Regions from separate parts of the Mus musculus genome. Here regions 2, 3, 4, 5, 6 and 7 are each linked to region 1. The links are chromatin contacts, called in public HiCAR-type, HiChIP or PLAC-seq and promoter capture Hi-C maps. All regions are on one chromosome and are shown on one strand. Each heading gives the region's core, a stretch centred on a gene start, on an enhancer-like site or on the middle of the called end of the contact. The rest is flanking DNA. Distances are from core to core; before and after follow the strand shown. Region 1 holds the start of Slc19a2 (solute carrier family 19 (thiamine transporter), member 2). Region 2 holds the start of Eef1aknmt (EEF1A lysine and N-terminal methyltransferase). Region 3 holds the start of Creg1 (cellular repressor of E1A-stimulated genes 1). Region 4 holds the start of Prrc2c (proline-rich coiled-coil 2C). Region 5 holds the start of Rcsd1 (RCSD domain containing 1). Region 6 holds the start of Mpzl1 (myelin protein zero-like 1). Region 7 holds the start of Fmo2 (flavin containing monooxygenase 2).

Region 1 (3,881 bases), core at 640-3,139:
TCTCAATGCAAAGCCCTTATCAGCTTGTTGGTTCATTTGTTTTTCTTCCCTTTTCTCTACTAAAATACATGTCCGTGCAAGGCAGCCAGGAGAACTAACTGCTCCAGCTCTATCTCTATAGTTGTGAAGAGAAACTGATATGATGGTGGAAATTTAGGTGACTACACATTTAATAGACCAAACATCCTCAAGCTTTTTGGTCTCGGAGCTCTTGTCATCGAGGAGACGTTTGATTTTGGTGACTTAGAACGGTTGATATTATCAATTTAGTAAATTGAACCGAGAAAATTTGAAATATAGCACACAGGCACACTCTCTTTTAGCTTACAAACTGATATCATCACAGGTTATATAGCCTCTGGAGGCTAAAAGGAATAAAGTCTTCCTAGCCAGCCCTTCAAAAGACTCTGAAAGATGTCAACACCACACCTTGCATTTTGGCAAATTGCTCCACGCACACATTTTGTGTATTCACTCGTGCAGCTCGATTCTGCTGATATTGGGACAGAGTCAGTCTGTGAGTCCAGCAAAAAGTCATGCAGAGGGCGATGAAAGAAAGCGCTGGGGATTCCTGCCACGGTTTGCCCTTGAAAAACTTCTGACAACAACCTGCCCTCTTATTGCCTCGTTTTTCTGTTTTAGTGAAGTGTTTTAGTGAAGGATCGCTCAATGGGAACCCAGGAGGTTCGCACAGTGAGCCCTTTCAGTCCTGCCTGCCAGCCCTCAGGTGTCTAGTTGGTCCTTCTCCTTGGAGACGCAGTGACCCAGGCAGAAATGAAAGAATGAAAATTCAGATCGCCCTCACTAACAACAGCAGTCTGAGAGGTGAATCTCAAGACTGGGAGTCGCTGTGACCAGAGGTGCTGGAGAGCCAGCAGCGCATGGTCTGAGCCAGATTTTGTAGCCAAGAGTAGGAAAGGGGGAGTGCAGGCTCCCTTGGAGAAAGACGGGGTGATTAGCCTGTCTGGATGGACCGAGAAGACAGAAACCTCCCAGTGTAGGGTGGGGGTTAGCTGCTTTTACTTTTGAACCCTGTGGGTATTTCGTGAGCGGCACACTTCCTGAAACCTTGAGCCCATTTTAGGGCCTAGGTTTTTAGGGCGATTTCCTTTCCATAGGATATATTAGTTAATTGTTCTTTGTATCCTGCCAACAAAAAGTGACGAAATAAAGCAAAAGCCTCTTGCTGATTAACTCGGTCATCCTCGTTTTCTTTCTGTCTATAGTAAAAGGCCCCAAATCTCAGTTCTCAGGTCCAGCTTGTGTCTTTCTACCACATTTAAAGACAATGTTAAAAAAAAAAAAAGCAAACTAAATCAAACCCAGCAACAACAACAAAAAGCTCTTGGAGCCCAGGGATTGCATTCTCCCGCCTCAAGGTTAAAGGTTTGCAAGCCTGTGTCATCATGTGTCCCGGGCAGAGGACCAACATCAGTAGGTTGGCAGATAAGACTGAGCAGACTCGCTGCGATGAAGCACACATCCGGGGATCCCGCTCTAGGGAGCCTTCCGGACGTGTGATCGGAAAATGCCTGGTGACCGATCCGACCAGGGAGGGTGTGTAGGGTCCTCGCCACAGAGTCCAGACATGGCCCCTAAAAGTCCGATGTCCCAGAACCCCTCACGTCAGAGCCCGGGCGCGCAGCCCCAAGCGGCCTTTCTGTCTTTTGAGCCACTGGCCAATAGGGAAGCAGGGAGGTTGGCTCCGGCCGGGAGGCATTGGCGAGGAGGAGGTTCCCGGGGGCGTGGCTAGTGATCGTCTGCTGTGGGTGGGCGTGGCGTGGGGCGTGGCCAGGCGGAGGCGGGCCAGACCGGGAGGCGGACCTAGGGAAAGGGCGTTCTGCGGTCGGGGCGGGGCGTGGGGGCGGGGCCAGGCGGGGTGGCGGGCCAGACCCGGAGGCGGACTTAGGGAAAGGGCGTTCGGCTAGCGAGCTGTGGCCGCCGGCGGGCGGTGGGGACTCCAAGCACCTTGACCCTGGCGCGAGGCGGCGTCGCGCACGCTTACAGGTGCCCGCGCGGGCTCGCGGCTCGGGCGCCCTCCCGTTGGCCGAGAAGGAGGAGGGGGCCGTGTCGGCGTCCAGCCCCTCGCGCCCAGGATGGACGTGCCAGCCAGGGTGTCCAGACGAGCGGCGGCGGCGGCGGCCAGGATGCTTCTGCGTACTGCCCGCGTCCCTCGCGAGTGCTGGTTCCTGCCGACCGCGCTGCTCTGCGCCTACGGCTTCTTCGCAAACCTCCGGCCGTCGGAGCCGTTCCTCACGCCCTACCTTCTGGGACCCGACAAGAACTTGACCGAGAGACAGGTAGGCAGGAGCGGCAGGCGGGGAGGCCGAGCATGTCAGATGTTTGTGGAGGGTCTGGCGGCGGAGTCCCGGAGCGGGCTACGCAGATATCTGTTCGGATTTCTGCTCGCTTGGAAAAGTGGCCTTACTCTTTGCGTTTCTAGCACGTTCCGTGCGAGACTAAGCAAGATGGGCCGCAGCCCACGTGCATGTGTGTTTCAGGCCGTATGTGGATAACCCGGTTCTGCCCGGACAAGTCCTGTGGGAGCTGCTGGGGACCGGGGACAGTGCGTGGATAAAGAAAACAGTAAACTCGACTTTCAGTAGAATATGTACATATGAGTGTTTGTATGTATATATGGATGGATGTTATTTGGCTTTGTTTTTGTGAGAGGGTCCCCCTTTCCTTCCCCTCCTTGACTTTGTTTACCCCTGACAAGATAGATACGCGCTATTACAGAAGGACAATACAGGACAGTAGTACGCCATCCGAATATGGGTGCTTGATTAGGTAAGACTGTGTCCAAAGATTTACTGCACCCTCTGAAGTCCGTCTCTGGGATGAAAACAGACGGTGTCATATAATTGGTACTTAGCTTTTCTCGGATGGTGAAGTGTTGCTTCACCTACAGGTTTTATCCTCCGTACAGGTGTTTTTGAGGGCTGTGATGCACATGGGCCATGACCAAGAACTCCTGCGCAGACATTTATTCAAGATACAAACTTGTACGCACAGCACCACAGAAGTGCATAGTATACTTCAGAAATGTGCCTAACTCCTGTGATTAAAGCTCATTATCCCGGCACTTGGTTTTGTCAGAGGAGCTTGTAGATGGAGATTGCTGCTCCAGGACCCTTTCCTTGAGTATCCAAAAGAGTGAAAGCTCAGGTCCGATGTCTTTTCCCTACTGTCAGATGAGTGGATGCTGAATAATTGCCACCTTCTTCCTATACCCGGTTTCCTTCCTTACCGCGCTGCTTCCCTGCCCAGGTGGCTGTAGAATATGACTCCCATTTAAGCCTCCCTGTCATTTCCTGTCAGTCATCACTTCTGAGGAGCAACTAACTCAATAACTTGGCATGCCAGGTCAGAGCAAGAGGTGACACTACCAGACCCATTTCAGACTGGCAGGATATAATTACTCAGAGTCCAGTTTGTTGTGCCTTTATTCAAGGTCACCTGGGAAAGAATTGAGAGTCAGTGTGGAATCCCGGATCCACTGACATTTAGCAAGTACAGCTGACTTCTGCCGTAATGTTACACCCTGCTCCCTAGTCTTATGGATCATGTCACAGTTATTCATTATCCATGTGTATTTTGGTGCTGGTTAAAGCCAACAGTAGAAAGATAAAGCCTTCTGATTTAGAATGGTTTTTCCAAGAAGAAAATTGCTCTGTGGTTATAAGAAAGTGCGATCTTGGAGACCCAGGACAACCACTGAACCTGAGGTATAGACCCTGAGGCAGACATGACTCAGCATGTGAGCAGAGTAAGCAAGTTTGCATGCAAACTGCTGTGCGATCTGCACAGTGTATGTCCTTGCCTGACAGAAGCATGTGAGGAGAAATGTGCTCTTGGTGTTGATATTTGAAAGTTGATAT
Region 2 (3,881 bases), core at 1,006-3,505, 1.7 Mb before region 1:
CTCGGCTTCAGACACCCGGTCCTGGCTGCTGGCCACTTGGTGTGCCCTCACCATCCACCCCTCCCGAGAGAAGTGGCCCACTGCTTTCTTCAGGATGTGAGCCTGAGCCAGGGAGATGCAGAGGTAGCGACCGCCCACCTGCAGGACACGGCCAACCTCAGCTAGCATCCTGTCCACCTGACGCAGGGTCACCTCCTCCTCATCTGTCAGGACAGCATCCAGCGTGCCCTTGTCCAACACCACCTGGAATGTGGCGTCAGGAAACTCCAGCTGGGTCATGTCCATCTTCAGGAAACTCATGTGGGGCCGTCGGCTGCCATTGCGTTCCTTCATCTGCTTGATGACAACCTCGCTGATGTCGATGTTCACGATATCCTGATAGCCCACATCATAGAGTTGTTCACTGAGCTCTGAGTTGCCACATCCGATCACAAGCACCTGGAGGGAAGAAACAAAGACAAAATGAAAGTGACCAAAGTCAAGAAATCCGCTTCAGATACCTCAAAGACTAGAGATTAGTAGACTTTGGCTACTTCATATTCTCCAGGGGCAGAGACACTATTCTGAGTAGAAAGAAGCACTCAAGTTAACTCTAGACACCATCTTGAAACTAGCAATGCAGGTGTGCACAATCCACGGTCTAGCATAGTCATGCCTGCAAAACCAAACTGTAAATATTCTTAAAATATTGTGGGTTTTTTTTTTTTTGGGAGGGGGGCATTGATAATTTTTTTTTCTATTACTTGATTGCATGGTTCTCAGGCCTTGTAGATGACAACCTCTTCTTACAATGTCAAAAGCTAGACACACGTGGGAGAAAATCACTAATCCAAACAGTATTATGCCACAATAAAGGTCATGTGAGAACAGGCTGTGTGATGTGCGCTATTCAAAACTTGTGTGCAGCCTGAGGGACGGTTCAGTAGGTTAGAACTATTGCTCTTGCAAAGGACCCAAGTTCAGTTCTTAGCACAGCCTATAACTCCATTTCCAGAGAATTTGGTAGCCTCTTCTGGCCTCCACAAACTTCCTGTACTCACATGATGCACAGAAACTCAGGCAGGCAAACACACATCTACATAATAAAATAAGGAAATCTTTGTCTTGAAGTTTGTAGGAAGTTACAAAATCCAAAACACCAGTTGCATCCTCATTTTTGTTTTTGTTTTTTTAAACCGTTAAAAATATAGGCTGAGTGACAGAACTGTTTCTAACTGCTCATACTTCCTATTTCCTCAGACAACAAACTAGTTTGTGAGGATTTGGAGCCTGCTCCCATCCCAGAGTCTATCTCATGCTATTTACTACTTGAAGCCAAACTTAAAAATACGAATTGTTGTTTCTCTTTGTGGCACATTCCTCCATTCATCTTTCAAAAATTCTGTTGTCACCGTCTCTAGAGGGCAAAGCATAGTTCCATGAGAAGTGATATGCCCTGGAGCCAGACAGACCTGCTTTTAAATCTCTATTTGACCACCTACTACATGCATGGCCTCCAACAGTCACTTGAAAAAAATAAGTGCACAACTACCCGCCTGAATTTGTTGAGATAAAAGGCCCGAGCATAGCAGACCTTAAGTCTCCTTCCCTACCGAAGCTCCAACTCGTCCACACCTATTTAACTTGGAATTTAACTTGTGTTTGTGGCTTCCTGCTCCTGTAGCTTGAGGGCTGGGCACAAAGCCTGAAATTTGATGAGCACTCGGCAGTGACTTAATAAACATATACACCAATAAAGTCCCACGACGCTACCTATTCCACACGTGTGCACAGTGACACAACACCCTTTCAGTCTACTGACGAAGCCACTATTCCAAAACGGGTTAAGGATGAAGTTTTAACTGAAAATCTTTACTTTTAAATGGCTATCTTTAAGGTTGCCACTTAGCCAAGATGCTGGGCAGAATCCTAAAATGATAGATCTGAGTGGGGTCCCCACGCCTGCCTGCCTCCTGCCTCCTAAACTTAGGATTGCTATCTTCAGTCCCCACAAGGGACTGGCTGCACGCCATACCTTTTCCTTGGGCTTTATGTATTTGTGCAGCACCTCGCACAGCTCCAGATAGGTCCCATACCACTCGAAAGCTGTCTTCCCTCGCTGCTGGAAGAACTTCTCCCAGTAGTCGGCAGAGCCAAACTCCTTGGAGCTTTTAGGTAGGAGATTCATGTTCCCACCGTGAGCGGCGTCTTCGACACTGCTCCTGGTGACAGATCACCCCGGGAAGCACCGGGAGGCAGCAGCGGCGGGAATCTTAGCCACTACAGGCACCATAGATTTGTTCTGCACGCAAAACCCAACCGAACCGGGCCCTGTGCAGCAGACGCGCGGACGAACCACTGAGCTGGCCACGCGCCGCTGCCGCCCCCCTTGTTTTTCTTCACCCTCGGTCCGCGCCCCACGTGCAGCAGCCACACACTCCCGCAGCTACACTCAGAACCTAGAAACCATATCCGGGTAAGAGGTCTCGTGATTGGGCAGGCGGAGCGGGCGGGACTTCCTGCGGGACTCCGGGCAGAAGAGGCTTGCTTCGTGGAACCGGGCGGGGCTGCGCGCGCAGCCTCTGTGAGCTGCGCTCTATCCCCAGCTGAGAGCGCGAGGGGCAACGGGAGCTGACCTGCGCAGGAGCAGGAGTCTCAGCTAGAAACCCCTTCCTCAGGAAAATGTGAGCTCATCTCCTCTTCCCGGAATCACTTTGCCACCGTTCTTGGTCAATTCAGAGGAAAATGACTGCTTTTTCTACTCCAAAATACAGAGCCCTGCTATTAATACAGTAACAACGGTGAATATCAGGAGACTTAACCGAAGTGCCTCCCTTCCCTGCCTCTCAAAACACAGTAACCATTCATTATGAAGATGCTCATTTTATCATTGGAGTCCTTAAATTGTCATTCTGATGACAGTTGTAAAGACATAGTTTATGTGTCTGATGAACAATACCATCCTTTTAAATGATCGTTTTATGAAAATATCCCAAGGAAGTTCCTAGTGAAGAGCTGTTTTGAAGAGACGATGAAAGAAACAGCTCTCGCGTTAAAGGAATAAGAGATGGAGCCCAGATATGACTGGCCATAGCCCAGGAACACAGATTTAGCTTCCTCAAATACCATGTTCCCATGAGGTAGCAATTGCATGAACTTTTATAGTAACAACACAGAAAGTAGTAAAACGGGACACTTACAAATACATTGGTGAGTATATTGTAAGATGATTGCAACCACAAGAAAACCTAGAGGTCTCTTCATACTTTCCAAAGGTCTTACCTAAGGGTCACAAAAGATGTTGCCAAGTACTAAATAACTACTAAAGGACCGGAAGATGTTCTAGGAAAATTTGGCTCTGGAACTGCATGCAACCTTTCAACGGCTTCACATCATTGACGTTGAAATCAATGAGCCTTTGAGGACACAGCTCCTTTCCAGAGATTCTTTTTCACAGCCTATACACACAGTGCTAGCACAGACACGGAACAGTTAGAGTAGACATAAGTTTTAAAGTCATCTTCAAACATTACAGAATCGTCTATTGGACTTGTTTTTATTTTTAAAAAGTTTCATATGATATAATCTGGTAGTGGTTTCTTCTTTCCCGACTTGTCTCAGCTCTTCCCCACCTCCTCAACTCCGTGACCTTTCTCTCTAAATAAAACACACAGTATTTTTTTAAGACTTATTTATTTATGCCAGGTGTGGTGCCATGCCTTTAATACCAGCACTTGGGAAACAGAAGCAGGTGGATCTCTTAAGTTCGAGGTCAGTCTGGTCTACAAAGCGAGTCCAGGACAGCCAGGGCTTATTACACAGAAAAACCATGTGTCAAAAAACAAAAAACAAAACAAACAAACAAACAAAAAAAAAAAACAAAAAACCTACCACTACAACTA
Region 3 (3,881 bases), core at 370-2,869, 1.5 Mb after region 1:
TTCCTCCTCCTCCTCCTCTTTCATTCTTCCTCTTTCCCCGTCTCACCTACCTCTAATCCTTCCAATGACTGGCTGCAGCCAATTTTATTTAACCAATAGATGTAAATCAAGGAACAAGGTCTGTACAACAAAAGCTTGTAAGCATGAGAAGTCACTAATAGGGCTAGACTTTCTCATATAGAACCTAGCATTACAATACATAGCAAAAGACCAAACCTCAACACACGTGAATGGGAGAGAGAGAGAGAGAGAGAGAGAGAGAGAGAGAGAGAGGCAGAGACAGAGAGAGAGACAGAGAGACAGACAGAGATCAGGAGAAAGACAGAGTAGTGGGCCAGATTGGGGTGGGGGGCTAGCTAGAGGCAGACCTCAGAATATCTTTCCAGAAATCTCCTTTAGGAGTCTCACACCAGTCCCTAGAATAGAGGCTAAGCCTGATTTTTATATCATTTTAGAGGTGTCAGGAAGTTTCACATCCCATGATTTAGTTCATCCTGGCCTACATGACAGGGAGCTGGGTGCCACAGACTAAGAGGAGCTGCCAAGGAGCTGAAGGGGTCTGCAACCCTATAGGTGGAACAACAACATGAACTAACCAGTACCCCCAGAGATCGTGTCTCTAGCTGCATATGTAGCAGAAGATAGCCTAGTCGGCCATCATTGGGAAGAAAGGCCCCTTGGTCTTGCAAACTTTATATGCCCCAGTACAGGGGAACACCAGGGCCAAGAAGTAGGAGTGGGTGGGTAGGGGAGGGGGGGGTACAGGGGACTTTCGGGATAGCATTTGAAATGTAAATGAAGAAAATACCTAATATTTTTTTAAGAAAGAAAAAAGAGTAGCGGCTAAGCACGGACTGCTTCATAACTCTGTTAGGAAGAGAGAGAGCTGCAGAGAGGTGTGGCCTGATTCAGACTATAGGATGGGTGGGGCTTAAAAGATTCTAACAGTGGCCACAGTTTTAAAACGACGCAAACACGTTTGCATACATTTTCTAACTCCCTAGGGTAGCAGAATGAAAATCCTCCACGGGCTTGGAGGATCTGCCAGAATAAATGCATGAAACCACGAATTTAACCGAGCTAGATGACTTGACAGGTCTCAAATGGACAAGGTCAAAGTCTTGAGTGGGATACCGAAAACTAACAAAGTGGCTTTATCTGAAGACTCTTCTGGGCCAGGAATTTTTAAGTTCCTGCATGTCGGTATTTCTGTACTGTACTACATATAGGCTTGCTTGCTAACAGTCAGTAAACAGAAAAGAGCACACAGAAAACTCACGTTCTCTTAGATGCCAGGCAAGCATACTCAAAGACATTAAAAAGGAGGTGTGTGCGTGCATGCAGGCAGCTTTTTTCTAGCACTGTGACTTAGGAAGTTGCTTAATTTCTTCTAGACCTCATTTATCTGTCTGTAAATCAAACAAGCAAAACAAATATCTCTTTAGGGCAAATTCGCACTCTTCACAGAGCAGATCACAGGACACGGTGAACAGACCATATGCTTCTGGAAACTGGGTTGCACTGGAGCCACGCCCCCTCTTGCCTGCTCATCTCTGATTGGCTTTCTCGGAGGGGCGGAACAACGGGCAGGCAATAGTTACCCCGGCAGAGTTTGGTCGGTGGGCAGGGACTCCGCAGTCAGCGTCATGGCTGCCCGTGCTCCTGAGCTCGCGCGTTCCCTGCTTGCTGCCCTTCTGGCGCCCGCGCTGGTGGCACTACTGGTGTCGCCGGCCTCGGGTCGCGGAGGCCGGGACCACGGGGACTGGGACGTGGACAGGCGATTGCCTCCGCTGCCACCCCGCGAAGACGGGCCGCGCGTGGCCCGCTTCGTGACTCACGTCTCAGACTGGGGCTCGCTGGCCACTATCTCCACAATAAAGGAGGTGCGCGGCTGGCCCTTCGCGGACATCATCTCAATCAGTGACGGTCCTCCGGGAGAAGGCACGGGCGAGCCCTACATGTACCTGAGTCCACTGCAGCAAGCCGTGAGCGACCTGCAGGTGAGCGGGAGCGCGGCGCGGTTTCCCAGACCCGGCAGAGCAGGAAACCAGCGTCTCCAGTTTAGCTCGCTGGGGAGAGCGTGGGTCTTAGAGATAAGACTTTTGAACCCAGCTCACATGACTGTCTCTTCTGGCCTGCGCTGGCTAGGCGGAGGTTGTAGCATCCCAGATGTTGGGGAACTACCAGGAAGTTCCTACTTACCCTGTTACTGGTCTAAGCGCTTGGGGTAAATTCTTTGCCAGTACCTGGAGCACTTCACACCCTTCAGATAGTCAGGCGTCCTCTTTAGGCGCTGTCTCTGCATAAACTGCACTCTTGTGATCTAAAGGCATACAGATTGTTGGATAGTTTAGCGTTTGGCTTATGTGACTTCGGAGATTCTCTTCCCTACCTTTACCTATCAGCAGTGGGAAACTACTACACAGCATTATAGTTGACTGCGGACCTGGCTCTGCTTACAGCTCAGGTGGAAACAGCCTGGGAGGGAAAGGCCACACAGGAGCCCAGAAATGAAGCCTGACTCGGTGGAGGGTCTGTGGCAAAACTGAGAAAGCTTGGTGTCGTGGTAAACAGTGAGCCAAGAGACGCCGACGCTTTAACCAAGCCCTTGCCATGGTATGTGCCTAGGGCTTTTCGGTTCCACCTGTTTTCATTCATTGTCTCTTGTAGTAACTCTTAGAAACAGGCATGGCTATTCCGGGTTTACAGATGAAGACATGAGGTTAAGTAATTTGCGCAAAGCCAGGGGGCCAACCCTAGTTCACCTCAGACCCACTTGTCTTCAAAGCACAGGCCACAGGACTGGGACCCATGTGCTAGAATAGAAGAGACCCGTTTTCTTCAGCCTCCACAGAGTTCTGTATTGTTCTAAACAAATTTAAATTAGCTACTGCCTTTTAAAACTGCAATCCTAGGGGCTAGGGAAATAGCCCAGTTGGTAAAATACTTGCCATGTAGGCGCGAGGACCTGTATTTGGTCCTCAGTACCCATCTTGACAGCTTGCACGCACATGTGATCCTACACTGGCTCAACGGCTTGCACACACTTGCACACACGTGTGATCTTGCACTGGCCAGGTGGCTAGCTCCCTGGCCTGCCAGCCAAGCGGAGTCAGTGAGCTTCAGACCGCAGGGAGAGAGAGCCTGGCTCAAAAAGCCAGTTGGATGGCTCCAGCTTCTGAGGAGTGACCTCCAAAACTGACCTCTGGCCACACCATACACTCATTAATACCCAATGCACCTGTGGTGCACCTGCACTCTGCACGCGTGCGCACACACACGCAGGATAAAATTTTAGAGAACAAAGTCTATTGATTTGCTCTTTAAGTTTCTAACTCTTCTTGAAAAGGTTAAAGACCTAGCAGCACTGGGAGTGGGGGTGGGGCTATATTTTTCTGAGAGACAAAAGTAATAGAAGCCGCTGTCCCTCCCAGCCAGATATATTGACCCCAACTCGCCCCTTTTTTTAACCAGCCCGTTTCACTTCTCTAGAATCTGCTATTCACCCGTTCTCTCTACCCCAGAGGTGGCACTCAAGTGACCTGCGTAGCACTTGCAGAGAAGTTTTAAAATGCACTACCAAGCCACTTTATTCTAGAACAATGCCCCCTACTCCCTCAAACCCTCACTGGTGATCCTAATAGGAAGGGGACAGACTGAGCCTCGCCCCGACCCATGATCTTATTACTATCTGTGAGGTATCTGGGGTGTCATTATCCACACTGCCGAAATGGGGAGCACTGAGGCTTAGAGATGGGGGCTCACCCGTGACCACCTAGCTGATGGCCAACAGGTAGGCCTCCAGTGAAGTATTTCCTGGTAGAAGAGAGGCAGATTCGAGGAGCCTCCCCAGGCTCTCGGGTTTCTGGGATGGTATTATT
Region 4 (3,881 bases), core at 507-3,006, 1.5 Mb before region 1:
CACCCAAGCAAGCTAAAGAAAAAGTACCAGTTAAAAATGTGCCTTATTTTAGCAACAATTATAAATGTACAAGACCAAATGAACACTTTGATAGTTCAGAGCATCCCCTCTGGGTTTAGAAAGTATGGCTTTGACTACAGCACCACTACAAATTTGTGACCTTGATCAAATTACTTCGATCTCTCAAATATCTTGTCCTCATCTGTAAACCAAGTATAAGAGCTCCTTCCTCAAAGACTAGGATCAAAAAGGATAATGTATATAAAGGTCTTGAGAGCATACAGTTAGAGGTTAAGTAATGAGAGATCAGCCAGCATTCTATGTTCTTCACACACACCTACAGACACCCCCCCCAAAAAAACCCAAAAGCTTATTATGACAAATTCATCCCAGAAAAATCATATAAAAACTTCTTTTCTATATGCAAACTCAATCTATTTCTAATTTTTGGAGAATCAATGCATTTGGAGCCAGCCAGAAAAGATGCTGCAGTGCATCTGTGACACACACCTAAAAATGGCTCCAGCCAAAGCAGCATCTTAATGACCAACATGGAAGCTTAAATCTACTTTTAAAAAATGCTAGAGGTCAGACGTGGTGGCCGCTTCATACCACCCTCTCTGTAACGTCTATTAGCGGGAATTGACTCCTGAGCACTCGATGAAGCAAGCATCTTCCGATTCTTCTGGTGCATTCCCAAAGAGAAACCCTAACAGGAGGGCCGCCTACTGTACAATTCTAAGTATCCTGCTGGGGTATGAATTTATGAACCGAGGTTGAAGACCAGCCAATGCGGAAATCCGGGTAGTTTTAAGAGTCAGGAATTACTAGGCAAGTTGGATCCCCCCACCCCAAAGATCTTGAACACACTTCAAACAAATATACATCCCCTTTAAAGAGATCAGAGCGGTCCTTATATGCAAAATCAAGCAAGAGTCCTCACTGGCTCCCATGCTATTTTTCTTCGGTCTTAACTAGGGTCTCTACTCTAGCAACCAGTAATACTAAACGCTCTCTCTGAAAATCAGGCAGCAGCCGAGCCGTATTCCCACAAATGCCGGGCTGGAGCGGCCTAGAGGGAGGAAAAGACTACTCAAATCCTCCAAGAAGTTGTTCAGCTTGTCCCCAGCGGAAGTGGGGTTCGTTGGTCCTGGGTCCTGGTAGAGCCTCTACGACCGCCCTGGACTACACACCGCTGGCTGCAAACGCCAGCCATCACCACAGGAGCATCCGCAGGCACTAAGAGCGCTCGGAGCCGCCACGGGCACCGTCCTCCACGCCGTGGAAAAACGGCGCGCGCAGGCCCCGCGCGGGCGGAGGCTCCCTCGGCCATCGCAGGGCCGCCCCGCCGCAGCACACGCCGCGCACATGGGCGACGAGCCCTGCTCCGGATCTCCGCGGACAGCACGACGCCGGGAGCCCAGGGAGAGACGCCGCGGGCCCCCAGGCCTGGCTCCAGCGCCCGTGCCTTCCCTCCCTCCTCCATCGGGCCTCTTCACGGTCCGGACGCCCTCGCTCTCCTTACCCGCCAGGGTTGAGAACCAAGTCTGCGCGCTTCCAAGGGGCTCGCCCCGGACGGATCAGGGTCAGGGGAGGGGAGATTGCCTCGAGAGACCGTCCGCAGGGCCGCTCGGTCCCGAAAGCCCGAGCCACCGCCGTACAAACCGCCAAAGCACTTTCGCTACCTCCTGAGAGGGTGAGAGCGAGCGAGAAAAAGAAGCAAGATGGCGGCTAGCCAGCCCCTACGTGCTACGTCATGACGTTGCGTACGTAAGGCAAATCTCCGCAAGACCGCCCCGGGGGGGGTGGAGGGGTTGAGGCTGCGGGGTCACGTGACAGCCTCCGCCGCTTCTCGACTGCGGCGGAGGGCAACGCTACCTCCTACTGGAAGGAGGGAGTTCGTCAAGCAGAGCCATTTCGGAGACAAAGCTTTTCCACCTGGGAAGATTCCAAAAACCTTGAGCCCTCCGTGAGGAATCACGACTTGGTTTGTCTCCGTGCATTGACAACAACTGATGGAGGAACATAAACGTTTACAACCTGCGCTTTGACCGAATGTTCTTAGGGGGGGGGGGGGGGCAAAGTGAGGGGCCATGGTGTGGTGGCAATTTGAGAAGACCGAAGTTACCTCGGAGTGAAAAAAATAATCCAAGTGTTAGGGACAAAAGCGACTGGCGTGCTTTGCTGAGGCCACCTTCGGCATTTGTAATTTTGGTGTAAAATAAGGCACTGTTTATTTCTGACTCCTCTGGCAATGTTTACCTCTTGGAACAACTACCTAACAGAGAAAACTAACAGTTAAGAGTCACTCATGCAGGCCGGGCCGTGGTGGTGTACGCCTTTAATCCCAGCACTTGGGAGGCAGAGGCAGGTGGATTTCTGAGTTCAAGGCCAGCCTGGTCTACAAAGTGAGTTCCAGGACAGCCATGGCTATACAGAGAAACCCTGTCTCGAAAGCCAAAAAAAAAAAAAAAAAAAAAAAAAGAGTCATTCATGCAGATGTTTACTAGGTAAGTGTATAGTAGAGACAAGGCAGTACCCGAAGTGAGGAAGGAAAATGATAATATTCTACCTGGGGGCTGAGCATGTACCTCAGTGCCGCGTAGTATCTTGTCACATATATGCAAGTCTCTAGGTTTGGTCTTCCTTTCCCCAACGGAAAGAAGGTAATCCACGAGTATGTGATATTTCTCTACTTTATGAGATATCTATAGTGTATAATAAATCCAAAGATTCTTGTCCTGGTCTGAGTAAACTCCTCCGCTTGCAACTGGCATGTATTCATGGGGTGATACCACAACGTTAGAACAACCATAAAATAATAGCGCAGTAACCACAAGTAACTTCTTCCCCAATTGACATTTGTGATCATTTGTTTTAGATTTTGTTTGCTTTGCATTTCTGGGGCTCGAATCTGGGGCTTGCCTTCAACATGTTAGGCAAGTGCTAATCCAACTGAACTATAACCCTTAGCCCCTTCAGAGACCTTCCAAAATGAGACATAATTTGCTGATTGATAGAACAGGACAGAGAGAGGCCTGTCTTTTCACCAAGAAAACACCTTGGTTATTTTCCCACAATCCATTAGAACCAGTCTTCTGTATCCTGGACTTGAAGTATCTTTCTTGAGCAATGCAGGATCCCTCCAACAATCAAATATGCTGACATCTACCTGGTTATGAGACTGACATGTACAAACAGAATATTAATTCATGAGTTTCTAAGAGTTGTGCATTAGGGTTCTCTAGAGTAACAGAATTTATAGAATGAATCTCTATGTATATATAGAAAGAGATTTTGTTAGAATGATTTATGGACTCTGGTATAGCTAATCCAACAATGGCTGCCAATGAACAGAAGGTCCAAGAATTCAATAGGTTTTTCAGTCTACAAGGCTAGATTTCTCAGTTGGTTTTCAGTACATACTGGAATCCCAAAGAAGACTTTAATACCAGTGAAGAAATGGACTCTTGTTAGTGAGGAAAGAGCTAGAAGACAAATAGCAAAAGCTACCTTCTTCAATGTCCTTATATATAGGATAGGCTTCCAGCTGAAGGCATAGCCCAGATTAGAGGTGAGTCTTCCCACCTTAAAAGATCCTGATTAAAGGTATGTTTTCTAATATTTATGTATTTATGTATTTATTTATTTATTATATGTAAGTACACTGTAGCTGTCTTCCCGACACTCCAGAAGAGGGCATCAGATCTCATTACGGATGGTTGTGAGCCACCATGTGGTTGCTGGGATTTGAACTCAGGACAGTCGGCACTCCTAACTTTTTTTTCTAAACTCAAAGATACAGTTTAGAAGTGGATCTTCCACTGGGCAGTGGTGGCACACGCCTTTAATCCCAGCGCTTGGGAGGCAGAGGCAGGAGG
Region 5 (3,881 bases), core at 776-3,275, 1.5 Mb after region 1:
TGAATGGGTGTAAGCGGATCTGTCTGGCCTTCTGGTTGACTAGGCAATTTCCCTGTGCTGGTCCAGCCTTTGGCACATAGGAATTTGGCTCTCTCCATCCAACCCTTTTCCGCTACTGTGTATATCAGCTTGTAGACAGGAGGGCCTTCTCTTTTCGTGCCTCCCGCCTACCAAGCCACACAGGAAGTTGCTGGGCTGATACTTTCAGGGCCTTGGACTCCCTCTGTTTCTTCCTCAGCTGAGGGAGGAAGAAGTGGGCCTGGGAAGGGAGCCCCTTCTGTGTTTCCCTAGATTAAAGTTAGAGCTTGCATTGGGGGCCTTCAAGCAACACCTTGCTTAAGTCCAGCTGGGCTTCCATCCTGTGTCCATTACAGCTCTGTTGGCTTCTGGCTTGTCACCAGAGGTACCCTGAGCCCTCCTCGAGGAGGGGGCTCGTAAGTACAGCAGTTTCTTTATGAACCTCTCCCAGGTCCCCCCTCTGTTTCTCTCCTCTGTCCTGTAGCAGTAGTCAGCACAGAGAATCCTATTGCTTTGAGTTTGCAAGGTCTTGACCATCTGTAGGGATCCATCTGGAACGCTTTGTGGTCTAGCTACCCTAATCAACTGCTTCCTGACTTGCACAAGTCGCTACAGAGAGTCCATCTCAGACCCCAGCCCCCCAGGTACTCAGCACTCCCAAGTGCCCAGAATGCAAAATGCAACCTTGCTACTTTAGGACAACTGGTTGAGCTAAATATGCAGCCTTGCTATTGTTCTTTTAGAGCAGACAGTGAAGCTCAGAAGAGATGAGCGGACTCAAGCCTGGAAGGGATTGAACTTCTGTGCCCGGGATCTCCGCAGACCTTGGGCTAAGGAGGAGCTCTTTCCTTTTGAGTGGGAGGAGGAATCACCTTTAGGCCTGTGGGTTTTCATCTCCTTTTTTCCTCTTTGAAAATCCCAGGTCCTACTGAGATTGATTAGAATACAATAAAAGGTCACAGTTTCTTTTTCTTTCTTTGAGTGTGTGACCCTGGGAGTTGAACCTGGGGCTTTGCCAATGCTGTGCCTCTGAGTTCACCTGCAGCTGGTCTGGGTTTGAAGGGAAACATTTCTTTGGAAATCTATAGACCTGGAGGAGGAAGCTAGATGAACTAGCTGGATGGAAAGTAGTGGCCAGTATTCTCCACTGAGGTTGGAGAAGCGCAGAGAAAGTCTGGGACTCGCCCCTGCAAACCTCTCAGATACGGCTACCACACCCCAAGGTGCACACAACCTCAGGAGGCAGGGCATCTTGGAGAGCCTCTAATATCTCAGAAATAAGTTTATCTGATCGGCGGCAAGGGAGCTTTTCAGAAAGTTTTGAAAGAAGATGTGACAGAAACAAGGGGCATCAGAAGTAAGAGAACAACTGGTCGGAAAAGCCACACTGCAATCAAAACGGGAAGCCATGCGGGCAGAGTCCCGGCTTCAACTGCCAACTCTGTTTCTCAATGCCTGAGTCAGGGTTGCTGGAGTTTTGTTTTGGGGTTCTTGGTTCACACCTTTATCCGTTTATGACTTTAGTTGTACCTAAGTTTTATTTTCTAAACCCCCCCCCCAAAGCACGTATGTGCACAGTCAGAATACCTGAACCCCTACAAAGGCCCCTCCTTCGCCTGAAGTCCTTTCCTGACAAGCCCACGCCTGCCCACAGGGGTCTCCGAGGAGCAAGGACCAGCCTTTCTCAACTTGGCCTACGCGACCTTTCGGCTGCGTGCTCCCTGCTGAGAGCAGGAACGGCGACCTGGGCAGGAGCGCTCTGACCTCCCTCTCCCCCAGGCCCGTGTCCCCGCCGGTCTTTTACCTCCATGTCCTCCAGGTAGTCTTCCTCCGGCTGCGGATACGCCCGCTCTCTCGGGTTAAGAGCCCACGATCCCCGCTGTCCCCTCGGCTCCCAGCCCGGGTCACTTTCGGGGCTGTAGCGGGCACAGGGCGAGTGGGCGGCGGCGCGCGCCTGGCTGCACTCGGCTGCGGGACTGCCCCAGCTGGGGGCCCTGCGCCAGAGAACGAGGAAGGAGGAGGAGGAGGGAGGGAGGGACCGAGGGACGCAGGAGGAGGGGAGGGGAGTGGAGGGGAGCAGAGAGGGAGGCCGGATCGGGGTTTAAATTTAGACACAAATCTAAACAGATACTGTCCCTCCCAAGGCAGGACTCAAGAGCCCGAGCCGCCACGACTCCATTAATCTGCCCAAACATGGGCTGGGCAGCGCCGCGCCCCCTTTCTCGCGGAAGTTTCTCAGGACCCTGGGCTTTGCACTTTTTTCAGACCACCTCAACTCTCCCTCTTTTAGCCTGCCTTCTTTACTTTCCTTGTGCCTCAAATTAGAATTGCCTTTTCATCCTTTTTCTCTTTGCCATTTCCTTCTTTTCATACCAATTTTCCCAGCCTCCGTTCCTCCTCCTTCTCCCTCCCCCTCCCCCCATCCTCTCCTGTATTACTTAACCTAATACCTGGCCTTCCTGTGTTCAGTAGCCTTAGCTTTGATACCTCTTTTCCTGGATTCCATTTGCAGGAAACAATTATCAGTCTGTCCATCTATTATCTATCTGTGTATGAAGAAGGAGAGGAATCCAAGCAAAGTTTCCCCAAGTTTCCTGCCGCATGCAGCAGGCTACTCTTCTCCTCTGCTCTGATGCATGCAGCTTAGGGGGTTGTGGGAATATCTGCTTCGACATGCTGCTTGCTAAAGGACCTTTTTCCCATTCCTATTAAATATAGCAAAGGGCACGGTCCTAAACATCCAATTCACATAAGGCCCCCGCTTAGTAACTCTCCCCAGGGAATGTCGGTTTAAGGCTGCGTGGGAGGGATGTAGGGACTTGAATCTGTGCCGAGGCCATTGTCTGCTGCTACTGGGTTATAGCTCTGGGTGTCTCTTCAGGGTCCCATTTCTTCAGGGAATTGGCTGATAAGGATGCCTGTGTGTCTTCTTACAGCATCCTTCAACTTTGTACTCCAAACCCAGACCTGCTATGCAAGGGAGAGAGAGAGCCAACACATTGGTGGACCATAGCACAGGGCATTGGTGCTGCCCCTGTGCAAAGAGCCCAAGAGAAACCACTACCACAAACCAGCAGAGAACTCACCCACATTGCAAAGGCTGCCCCGACTGCTTCTCATCACAGTTGGTCTATAGATCTTGACGTCACAGGCCTTCTAAATCTTACCTTGTAAACCATGAAGTCAGGGCAGCCTCTGTTCATTGAACTCAGCAGCATATAGGGGCAAGACCTCTGCTTCAGAAGCAGGCAGAGGGTGAGATTCTAGTCCGATGCTTTCTAGATGAGTTCCTTTAGAAAAGCCTCTTATCTGATCTTCATTTTCTGCATCTTCTCAGGGTGGTAGATGCTTGGAAAGAGCAGCTATTTTAAAAGCATGTAGCTTCATTACATAGTTCAGATGGACAAGAGCCCCATAATCCTTTTATTTAAGAGTCAGGGATTCTGGATTCCAACGAAAGAGTCCCCTGATTCTATCTACACAGCTGCAAGCAGATTCTAGAAAAGAGATGATGGAAGCAAGAAAGGAATGTCCTGCTGATCTTGAAGTTCTGATCCCCTTGCCTTGGCTCCCTGATGACAGGAGTGTGCCTTCAGGTCAGGCTGACTTCCCCCTTTTTCTTAGAGCTAGGTGTTCCTTTCCACTCAAAGACAGCAGCATGAGTCTTTAAGGCTCTACAAGCAGGCGGGCGGAAGTATCTACCCAGAAGAAACCGTTGGGCCCAGATAATACCGCAGCCACCAAGGTGAGGTGCAGCTGCTCTCCTGCCCCTCCCTCCTCAGGCAGGGCCTCCCTAGGCTGAGAACAGATGATTCACAGAGACAAGACCACAGCCCCTCCACGTTCCTGGGAACAAGTGCAAA
Region 6 (3,881 bases), core at 369-2,868, 1.4 Mb after region 1:
AGCTTTTAACACCCTGAATTTAAGATCACTCTGACCGCCCTGTCCCCAACGGCAATGTCTGACATCACACAATTCAGCCCACAATCAGTCTGATAAAGTGGAGTTTGGGTCTGTTCTGTGTTCCTTTGCTTAAACACAAATACAGCCGGCACCAATAGAAAAAAAAATGGCAAAAACAAACAAACAAACAAACAAACAAAAACCCACGCCTTTTCTGTTTCCTTAGGAGAAACAGGAAAACAAAAACAAAAACAAAACAGATCCCATCTGATACATAAAAAAAAAAAAAAAAAAAAAGAATCTTGTCCATTTTCACCTCCAAGCTATTAACTAGGAGCTTAAATGAAAGCTGGAAATCCAACAGAATCTCACCTATACTCCTGGTTCGAGAGACTACTACATTAAGAACTTTTGCACGAAAGAAAGTACTGAGTAATGGATTTTGAACAAATTACATTTTACACAACAAAAGAATGAGTGGGAGGAACCCCCTCCGTGTTTTCTTAGGAGTTCGACCTCTCGGTAACCACTACTTAGCTGAATTCTGAGACAGAAACAAGTACTTTACTTTGAACAACACACAAAAAAAGTCCTGGGGCAGACACTACTTCAGACGCCCCATAAAACAACTCGTCCAAGACGTCATATAAACCGAGCCGGAGCCTTTATCAAAAACTTAAGCCTGGTTTATTTGGTAAGGGCCTGAGAGGGGGGCTTTTAAAATCAAAGTAAAAGCATGCTTTGTAAATGTTCGTCTTGTCAAACTATCTTGCCCATGTTTACCATTAATACGAATTCGACCGAATTCTTTCAAGCCTTTGCATTCTAGGCTAGAAGTAACGTAAATTTCGCCTCTGTGATTTACAGACCCCAGAGATGAAATAAATGAGAGTCTGAGTTTTCAATCATAGAGCCTTAAGAATTGATCTGAGCGCATTCGAAATAGATCTTACCAGGTAAAGGAAAAACACTGGTTTAAACAAGGAAATAAACCAACAAAGGCCCACAGGTGAAAAATCCTGCAATCTTCCGCCATCTCCCAAAGGTGGAGAACATCAATTCCAGAGTCGGACTCCCGGGAGGTCCTGGGCAACTCAGAATCGCCAGGAGGCGACCGCAGGGGACTGGGCGTGAGTGGGCTCCTGGGACTGTCCCCAGGGAGCTGCAAGGTAGGGAGCTCCCTCACCCCTCCCCGCCCCACCCCCCTCGCCCTCTACGCAAAGGGATCCAAAGAAAGAGGTTCCTCGGCTCCCGGCCGCGCTCCCCGGGCGGCGTGCCCAGGCCCCAGAGCTCGCAGGCCGCGCCCCCTCCCCTCCGAGGCGCCCCGAGCGCGCGCACGGCCGCGGAGCCCCCGCCCGACCCCGGCTCGGCATCACTCACACAGCCCGAGCATCGCGGCTAGCACCGACCACAGCCAGCGCCGGCGGGCCGGGGCCGCAATCAGTGCCACGGCTCCGACGGCCTCTGCCATCCTGCTCCCGCCGCTCCGTTCCGCCCGGCTTCCCGCTGCGGTCGGCTGGCTTGCCTTAGACCACACAGCTCTGTCCGGATCGCGGCTGCGAGCGCGAGGACACCTCCACGCCACCGCTCCCCGCTCCCGGCCCCAGTGGCCAACCGCCAGCCTTCTGCCCAGCTCCAGCCCCTGTGCCCGCCCCACTGCTCGCTCATTGGTCCTCCTGGCAACCTGGGAAAGAAGCCATTGGACAACTCGACTCCCTGTCAGCCCCCTCGGGCAAGGCCCCGCCCTCCGGGCCCCGCCCTTGGTGTGATCTGTGCAGCATGCCCGCGTACTGTGCCTCTGCAGCCGCATTACTTTGAGCCTGCCTGCGTGGCTGGTCGTGGGGCTGCCCTCCGGCCCACCGCCGCCAGAGGCTGCCCTCCTCTCTGAGGGGCCAGTCCCACAGTTCTCTTAATGTCCCTCCCCGCGGTCTCTTCCAAGTCCGGATATCATTTCCGACTAGGATCTGCTTGGTTACTCCTGGCCTCACTCACCTAAAGAAAAGCAATTAATTTAGGGACCGGGTGGGGGAGGGGAGGAGTGAAGTGAAGAGAGAGGTGAGGAAAGACTTCCATTCAGTGGTCGAGATAGAAAAAGACCCACCATCTCTTTGACCTTTGCCGAGTATCTGTCTTTGCCTGAACTGGATCATTTGCGTTGCAACATGAGAAGTCTCCATCTTGCCCTAACCTCTGAGCAGGCCCTTTTTTGGCTTTTCAGAGGACAGGAAAGGAATAGGAATTGGAACTCTTTCCCGCCACCTAGATAACCAGTGACTGCACTTACTGTTTGTTTAGCATATCAACGTCCCTCGGCCTATAGATGAAAAGTTAGGACGGAGGCGGTGCCTTACTTCAATTCTGAAAAGTGCCGGCTGCTACTAGTTACCCAGCAAACCCTAAAGAGAGGGAGGATTCTGAGAATGGTCTTCAAAGGGGGAAAAAGGAGGGACCAGACACAAAACAGATTAGAGTGAACGAAGAACGGGAAAATCCAAGTGAGAGTTTGGAGGAGGAAAACAAGTTTTAGGAACAAGACTATAATAGGCGGAGCGTAGTCCAGTAGACCAAAACGCGGCCTCTCCTTTCAGGATTTTGTCAAAAGCCAGTCTTAACAGTGTCCTTCCGATGTTTCCAGTGGCCTAGCCCCTTAACCTTGCAGTAGAGCAAGTTCCTAATTACTAGGCAATTGGAGAAAACCAAGAATGCATATCGCAGCTATTTTGCCTTCCGGTTAGCAGGTCCTGCCCATCGGTGGCACTTTACTTTCAAGGAGCACACATTGGAGTTTTAATAACCAAGAGTTTAGCAGGAAAGTAGAAAGGGCAAGCTGTGGAGGAGTCTGAGAAAGAAGGACTGTCTCAAGTTTGAGGCCAGCCAGCCTAGGCTGCATCAGGAGTTCTAAGGCAGCCTGTGCCACACAGTGTAGACTACCCTGTGAGACTCTTAAAACTTTTTTTTTTTTTTTGTGGCCATCCTTAGGTTATCCTGTGGGCAACAGAAGGGGAGTGGCCACGAAGTCAGATCTGTACTGAGGAGAGCACCTCATGTCTTTAATCCCACCCTCAGGAGACAGAAACAGGGGGCCTTTGAGAGTTTGTTCTACATAGTGATTCTAGGTCTGACAGGATTACTTAGTGAGACCCTGTCTCAGGGGTGGGGGTGGGGAGGAGGCACGGAGGAGCATGCTCAGGCTCATAACATAGGTATCACAGAAGGAAGGCAGCATTGAGAAGTGGTTCAGAAAAAGATCGATGTAGGAAATAGAATCAAGAAAAAGAGTTCTAATTCCTAGACTGTCAACCTTGCCTTTAGGATCAGTTTCTACGGCCTTTTCAGCCAGCTCCTTCCTCCAGGTGAGCGCCTCAGTCCACAGCAGATGACATCTCAGTCATCTACCAGGACCGGTTGTCTAACATCTCCATGATCCGGGGGATTTTGGTCAGGCTGTGCCTCCAGGTCTCAGAGATCTAGACGGTCAGTAGGATAGAGGCTAGCACTGGTGACTTACTGATGAACGGGCTTCTGAAGGACAGAGGTCAAAGGTGCAAAAAGCACAATAATGACAGGTGAGGGTCAGAGGTTAAAGGTGCATTGGCAAGGGAGCGTCATCCACACGGGAGACCAAAGGCCAAAAGCAAGTACATCAAAGATGGGGCTAACACACTCAGAGGCAGACTTGAGGCAAACCTGAAGACCAGAAGCAAGAAAAAGTAAGGCCCCGTATGACCGGGCCACAGAACAAATCAAGTATACCCTGATCAATTTCAAAAGCTACCGGGTTTAGTAAAAACATGAATCCTATTGGCTCGGTTGGTGTTCCGGTCTATGTGACCCCAGGCAGGACTTTCTTTAAGGATGGTTTAGAAAATGAAAAAATGCTA
Region 7 (3,881 bases), core at 840-3,339, 1.4 Mb before region 1:
CTTTTTGCTTAGATATTAAGCGTTACACATTAAATCTGTTAAAGGCCATTGAAACGACATTGAAACGACTCATTGGGTAAAACTCTCAAAGCACAAACCCAGTGATGTGAGTTCAATCCTTACACCCCATGTAAAGGTGGAAAGGAAAAAGAACCAATTCTAGAAAGTTGTCCTCTGATTTTTACATGCATGCTGTGGCACTGGACTATCCAAGCTCACCTCCACCTCTCTCTCTCTCTCTCCTTCTCTCTCTCTCTCTCTTTCTCACACACACACACACACACACACACACACGCACATGCACGAAGACATACATACACATGCACATACATATGCACAATCATGCATGTACACACATGCATACATATATGCACACATATGCAATAACAATAAATAAAAGCTAAATTTGTTACATTTAAACCTATTTAGAAGCAAAAGAAAATTATGTGTATGAGCTGACAGTGCAGAAGATAAAATGGTATCAATTAAGACAGAAATGACCACATATTATGTGACTTTCTTGGGAAAAGTTGTGATCTCAGCAATCAATGATTATTATTAATGTGATTTCTTTCTATGAAGCTATTCATATAATATAAAGGTCAATTTCTCCACCATGAACTCTGTGTTTACACAGTCGGATCAATACATTTTCATTTGGTACTTGTGTACCATTTGTCAAGCTCTCTCTCTCTCTCTCTCTCTCTCTCTATATATATATATATATATATATATATATATATATATATATAATGTTCATATGTGTGTGTGTGTGTGAAAATGTCTTTTCTTTTTGAGACAGAGTTTTGTTATGTAGCCCAAGCTGACTTCACGTTTCTAGTCCTCCTGCTTCACTCTCCTTTGTGGTGGGGCTCTAGGCATGTGCTCCCACTGTGAGGTGGGAACGTAAATAGTTTCAGTCACAGACCGTAAGTCTTTATAGTTGTCTGTGAATCTGTTAATAAAAATTTGAATGACAGCTAGTAAATAGAATGACTTTGTTTAATAGAAAATACACAATAAAGAGGTTCACAGCGGTTTTACTAGAAAACCAGATAACCAGAAAAGCTCAGTAGGCAAACATGGCTTAATTTTCAGAGAAAAATAAAGTCAGTAGTGATAGGGGTCCATTCTCTGAAGAAGCACTTTGCTCAATGATTAAAGGTGATGACATAAATATAATTCTGTTTACTTCTATTTTATAAAGTGCTCCCTAATATTAGCATATTACCTAGCTGGCTTGTCGGACAATGATAAAAACACGGGCTGTTTTGCTTTAGCTGGATTTTAAAGAGAAGGTTCCCTACATCCCTGGATTGATCACACAGGTTGGCACAGCATTGACCTGGGAGAGATGCCAGCCTGAGTTCATTTCCTGGTTAGCTGCATAAGTAAATAAAAATAAAATTGGATCAGAGCTGCTTAAGATATCTTTCAATAAGGCCCAACAGCCTTCTTGGCGATCTCAGCGTGACCTATTCTGAGGTAAGAAAGGTCTCACTTACTTTGAATCTCCACAGTCCCCCTATATCTTCAGTCCTTTCGAAGCAGGTGGGCTCCAGACCCTCGTCCACGCAGCACTTCAGAGAGATTAGGCCACTGACCCCTGCTCCAATCACCACAACCTTCTTTGCCATTGTCTCCTGTCAATAGTTGATCAGTCATTACTGCTTAGCAAGGACAAAGGTAAGAGGATCCTGCCCTGTGGTCAGGTAACTGACTTACCACAGGATGGGTGGTAGTTTAATACGCAGCACTAATTGAATAAAATGCCTCACTAACCAAATCTTCACCCTTCCTCCCCTTCAGAGAAACTTGTCTGGTCATATGACCTTCATTGTAAACGTGTTTACAAAGTCCTGGCTTAATATTAAAAAGGAATCCCGTTGAGCAAGCCAAGTTATTCAACAAAGCAGTCCCAGGGTTGTGAGCCAAAGCTGGTTGTGTTCTCTGGCGTCCCGAGAACTTCCTCCTCAGCTTTTGTCCCCAGCCCTCATCCTTACCTTTATTTGTGCTTCTTAGCACTGTCCTCTTGGCAGAAGAGTTCCCCCTGAGGGTTGTGTGCGGAGAGATGGGAGTATTTAAGAGATGGAGGAGGCTGTGAGAAGTGGGAGGAGCTTGTTCGCTCAGCCAGCTAAACCTCTAAGGACTTCATCAGTATTGAAATTAAGCAAGAGATGCACTTCTTAAGGTCGGGAACACTGAACACATAGCATTCGGATGGTCTAAATAATTACGTTTATCATCAGTGTAGAAAATGTGCATTAGCAAATTGAAAAGAGTAGATAAATAAAAAGAAATTAAATCCACCCCTACCATCACCATTCAGAGATACCTACAACAAACACCATTGACATTTGGCAACTTATTCCATCTATTATATATGTGTATATATGTCCATGCACCCACTTCTGCATGGAGGTGGAGGCCAGAAAACATGAGGGTTTTCTTTCTACATTTGATTACAGTTTTATTTATTTCAGAGGGCATTGCTACAGTGCACATTTGGAGGTCAGAGGACAATATGGAGGAATGGATTTTCTCCTTTTACCGTGGGTCCCTGGGATCAACTCAAACCAGGCTGACTGAAAGGGTCTTTACCCACTAAGCTACCTCACTGACACATTAAAACCTCTTGGGAACAAAACACCCATGGAAGGAGTTACAGAGCCAAAGTTTGGAGCTGAGAAGAAAGGATGGACCACCTAGAGACTGCCATATCCAGGGATCCACCCCATAATCAGCCTCCAAACGCTGACGCCATTGCATACACTAGCAAGATTTTGCTGAAAGGACCCTGAGATAGCTATCTCTTGTGAGATTATGCCGGGGCCTAGCAAACACAGAAGTGGATGCTCACAGTCAGCTATTGGATGGATCACAGGGCCCCCAATGGAGGAGCTAGAGAAAGCACCCAAGGAGCTAGGATCTGCAACCCTATAGGTGGAACAACAATATGAACTAACCAGTACCCCCCCGGAGCTCGTGTCTCTAGCTGCATATGTATCAGAAGATGGCCTAGTTGGCCATCATTGGAAAGAGAGGCCCATTGGTCGTGCAAACTTTATATGCCTCTGTACAGGGGAACGCCAGGGCCAAGAAGTGGGAGTGGGTGGGTAAGGGAGTGGGGGAGGGAGGGTATGGGGGACTTGAAATGTAAATGAAGAAAATACCTAATTTTAAAAAATACATAAAAAACCTCTTTTTAAAATTTTTATTAGATATTTTCTTACATTTCAAATGTTATCCCCTTCCCTGGTCCCCCACTCCCGGAAATCCCCTATCCCATCCCCTCTCTTACTGCTTACCAACCCACCCACTCCCGCTTCTCTATCCTGGCATTCCCTTACACTGGGGCATCGAGGCTTCTCAGGACCAGGGGCCTCTCCTCGCATTGATGTCCAACAAGGCAATCCTCTGCTACATATGGGGCAGTAGCCATGGGTCACTCTATGTGTACTCTTTGGCTGGTGGTTTAGTCCCTGGGAGCTCTGAGGGTACTGGTTGGTTCTTCAGTTACTATTTTCCTTATTCTTTGAGACAAGCTCTCCCACTAGCCTGGGAGCTCACCAGCTCATCATGACATTCTAGACAATGAGCCCCAGGCATGCTCCTATCCTTAATTCCCTGGTGCTTGGTTCCAGATGCATACCACCGAGACTGGATTTTATGTAGGTGTAGGGGATCTGGACTTAGGTTTTCATGCTTGTGTGGTAAACACTTTGTTCAATGAGTCCTCTTCATTCACTTTCACTGAATTGTATGTAACACATTTATAAAAGCAACAATGTAATCACACTCCAAGTGTAATTTTCAACTTAACATTTTCACTCTACCAGCAAGTTTATACAAGGGCATTTTTTTTTTTTTGATGGCTGCAT

Evidence for each region. Promoter capture Hi-C pulls out the DNA fragments that hold promoters and counts their contacts. HiCAR-type assays count read pairs that join an accessible place to other places. HiChIP or PLAC-seq counts read pairs in DNA pulled down with a chosen protein or histone mark. Capture Hi-C pulls out chosen DNA fragments and counts their contacts.
Region 2: a promoter capture Hi-C map of liver shows a contact between it and region 1, with 4 times the contacts expected there. The contact joins the promoter of Eef1aknmt here to the promoter of Slc19a2 in region 1. A contact is called at or near these places in 1 of 39 promoter capture datasets (liver), 1 of 484 Hi-C or Micro-C datasets (uterus), 1 of 115 datasets of contacts at active chromatin or transcription factors (astrocytes) and 1 of 9 other capture datasets (liver).
Region 3: a promoter capture Hi-C map of liver shows a contact between it and region 1, with 5 times the contacts expected there. The contact joins the promoter of Creg1 here to the promoter of Slc19a2 in region 1. A contact is called at or near these places in 3 of 39 promoter capture datasets (liver and pre-B cells).
Region 4: a contact with region 1 is called in a promoter capture Hi-C map of liver, with 3 times the contacts expected there. The contact joins the promoter of Prrc2c here to the promoter of Slc19a2 in region 1. A contact is called at or near these places in 5 of 39 promoter capture datasets (cranial neural crest, hippocampal neurons, liver and 1 more), 2 of 484 Hi-C or Micro-C datasets (B cells and cortical neurons), 3 of 115 datasets of contacts at active chromatin or transcription factors (astrocytes, pancreatic cancer cells and pro-B cells) and 2 of 9 other capture datasets (adipose tissue and liver).
Region 5: an H3K27ac HiChIP or PLAC-seq map of thymic regulatory T cells shows a contact between it and region 1, with 7 times the contacts expected there. The contact joins the promoter of Rcsd1 here to the promoter of Slc19a2 in region 1. A contact is called at or near these places in 2 of 39 promoter capture datasets (the C10 cell line and pre-B cells) and 2 of 115 datasets of contacts at active chromatin or transcription factors (large pre-B cells and thymic regulatory T cells).
Region 6: a HiCAR-type map of fibro-adipogenic progenitors shows a contact between it and region 1, with 17 times the contacts expected there. The contact joins the promoter of Mpzl1 here to the promoter of Slc19a2 in region 1. A contact is called at or near these places in 4 of 39 promoter capture datasets (cranial neural crest, frontonasal cranial neural crest, maxillary cranial neural crest and 1 more), 2 of 484 Hi-C or Micro-C datasets (muscle stem cells and uterus) and 3 of 115 datasets of contacts at active chromatin or transcription factors (astrocytes, fibro-adipogenic progenitors and pancreatic cancer cells).
Region 7: a HiCAR-type map of astrocytes shows a contact between it and region 1, with 3 times the contacts expected there. The contact joins the promoter of Fmo2 here to the promoter of Slc19a2 in region 1. A contact is called at or near these places in 3 of 39 promoter capture datasets (3T3-L1-derived adipocytes, hippocampal neurons and liver) and 1 of 115 datasets of contacts at active chromatin or transcription factors (astrocytes).

The regions. Positions count from the first base shown.
Region 1 is chr1:164,247,157-164,251,037 of GRCm38.p6, forward strand. It overlaps Slc19a2 (solute carrier family 19 (thiamine transporter), member 2), which reads left to right and starts at 1,890. Exons shown (of 6, transcript NM_054087.3): 1 at 1,890-2,300. The coding sequence starts at 2,097.
Region 2 is chr1:162,546,090-162,549,970 of GRCm38.p6, forward strand. It overlaps Eef1aknmt (EEF1A lysine and N-terminal methyltransferase), which reads right to left and starts at 2,256. Exons shown (of 8, transcript NM_144877.1): 1 at 2,015-2,256; 2 at 1-438. The coding sequence starts at 2,167.
Region 3 is chr1:165,762,139-165,766,019 of GRCm38.p6, forward strand. Creg1 (cellular repressor of E1A-stimulated genes 1) reads left to right here and starts at 1,620. Exons shown (of 4, transcript NM_011804.3): 1 at 1,620-2,000. The coding sequence starts at 1,647.
Region 4 is chr1:162,738,800-162,742,680 of GRCm38.p6, forward strand. Prrc2c (proline-rich coiled-coil 2C) reads right to left here and starts at 1,757. Exons shown (of 35, transcript NM_001081290.1): 1 at 1,526-1,757.
Region 5 is chr1:165,706,069-165,709,949 of GRCm38.p6, forward strand. It overlaps Rcsd1 (RCSD domain containing 1), which reads right to left and starts at 2,026. Exons shown (of 7, transcript NM_178593.3): 1 at 1,823-2,026. The coding sequence starts at 1,828.
Region 6 is chr1:165,632,923-165,636,803 of GRCm38.p6, forward strand. It overlaps Mpzl1 (myelin protein zero-like 1), which reads right to left and starts at 1,619. Exons shown (of 6, transcript NM_001083897.1): 1 at 1,381-1,619. The coding sequence starts at 1,471.
Region 7 is chr1:162,896,669-162,900,549 of GRCm38.p6, forward strand. It overlaps Fmo2 (flavin containing monooxygenase 2), which reads right to left and starts at 2,090. Exons shown (of 9, transcript NM_018881.4): 1 at 2,004-2,090; 2 at 1,506-1,643. The coding sequence starts at 1,637.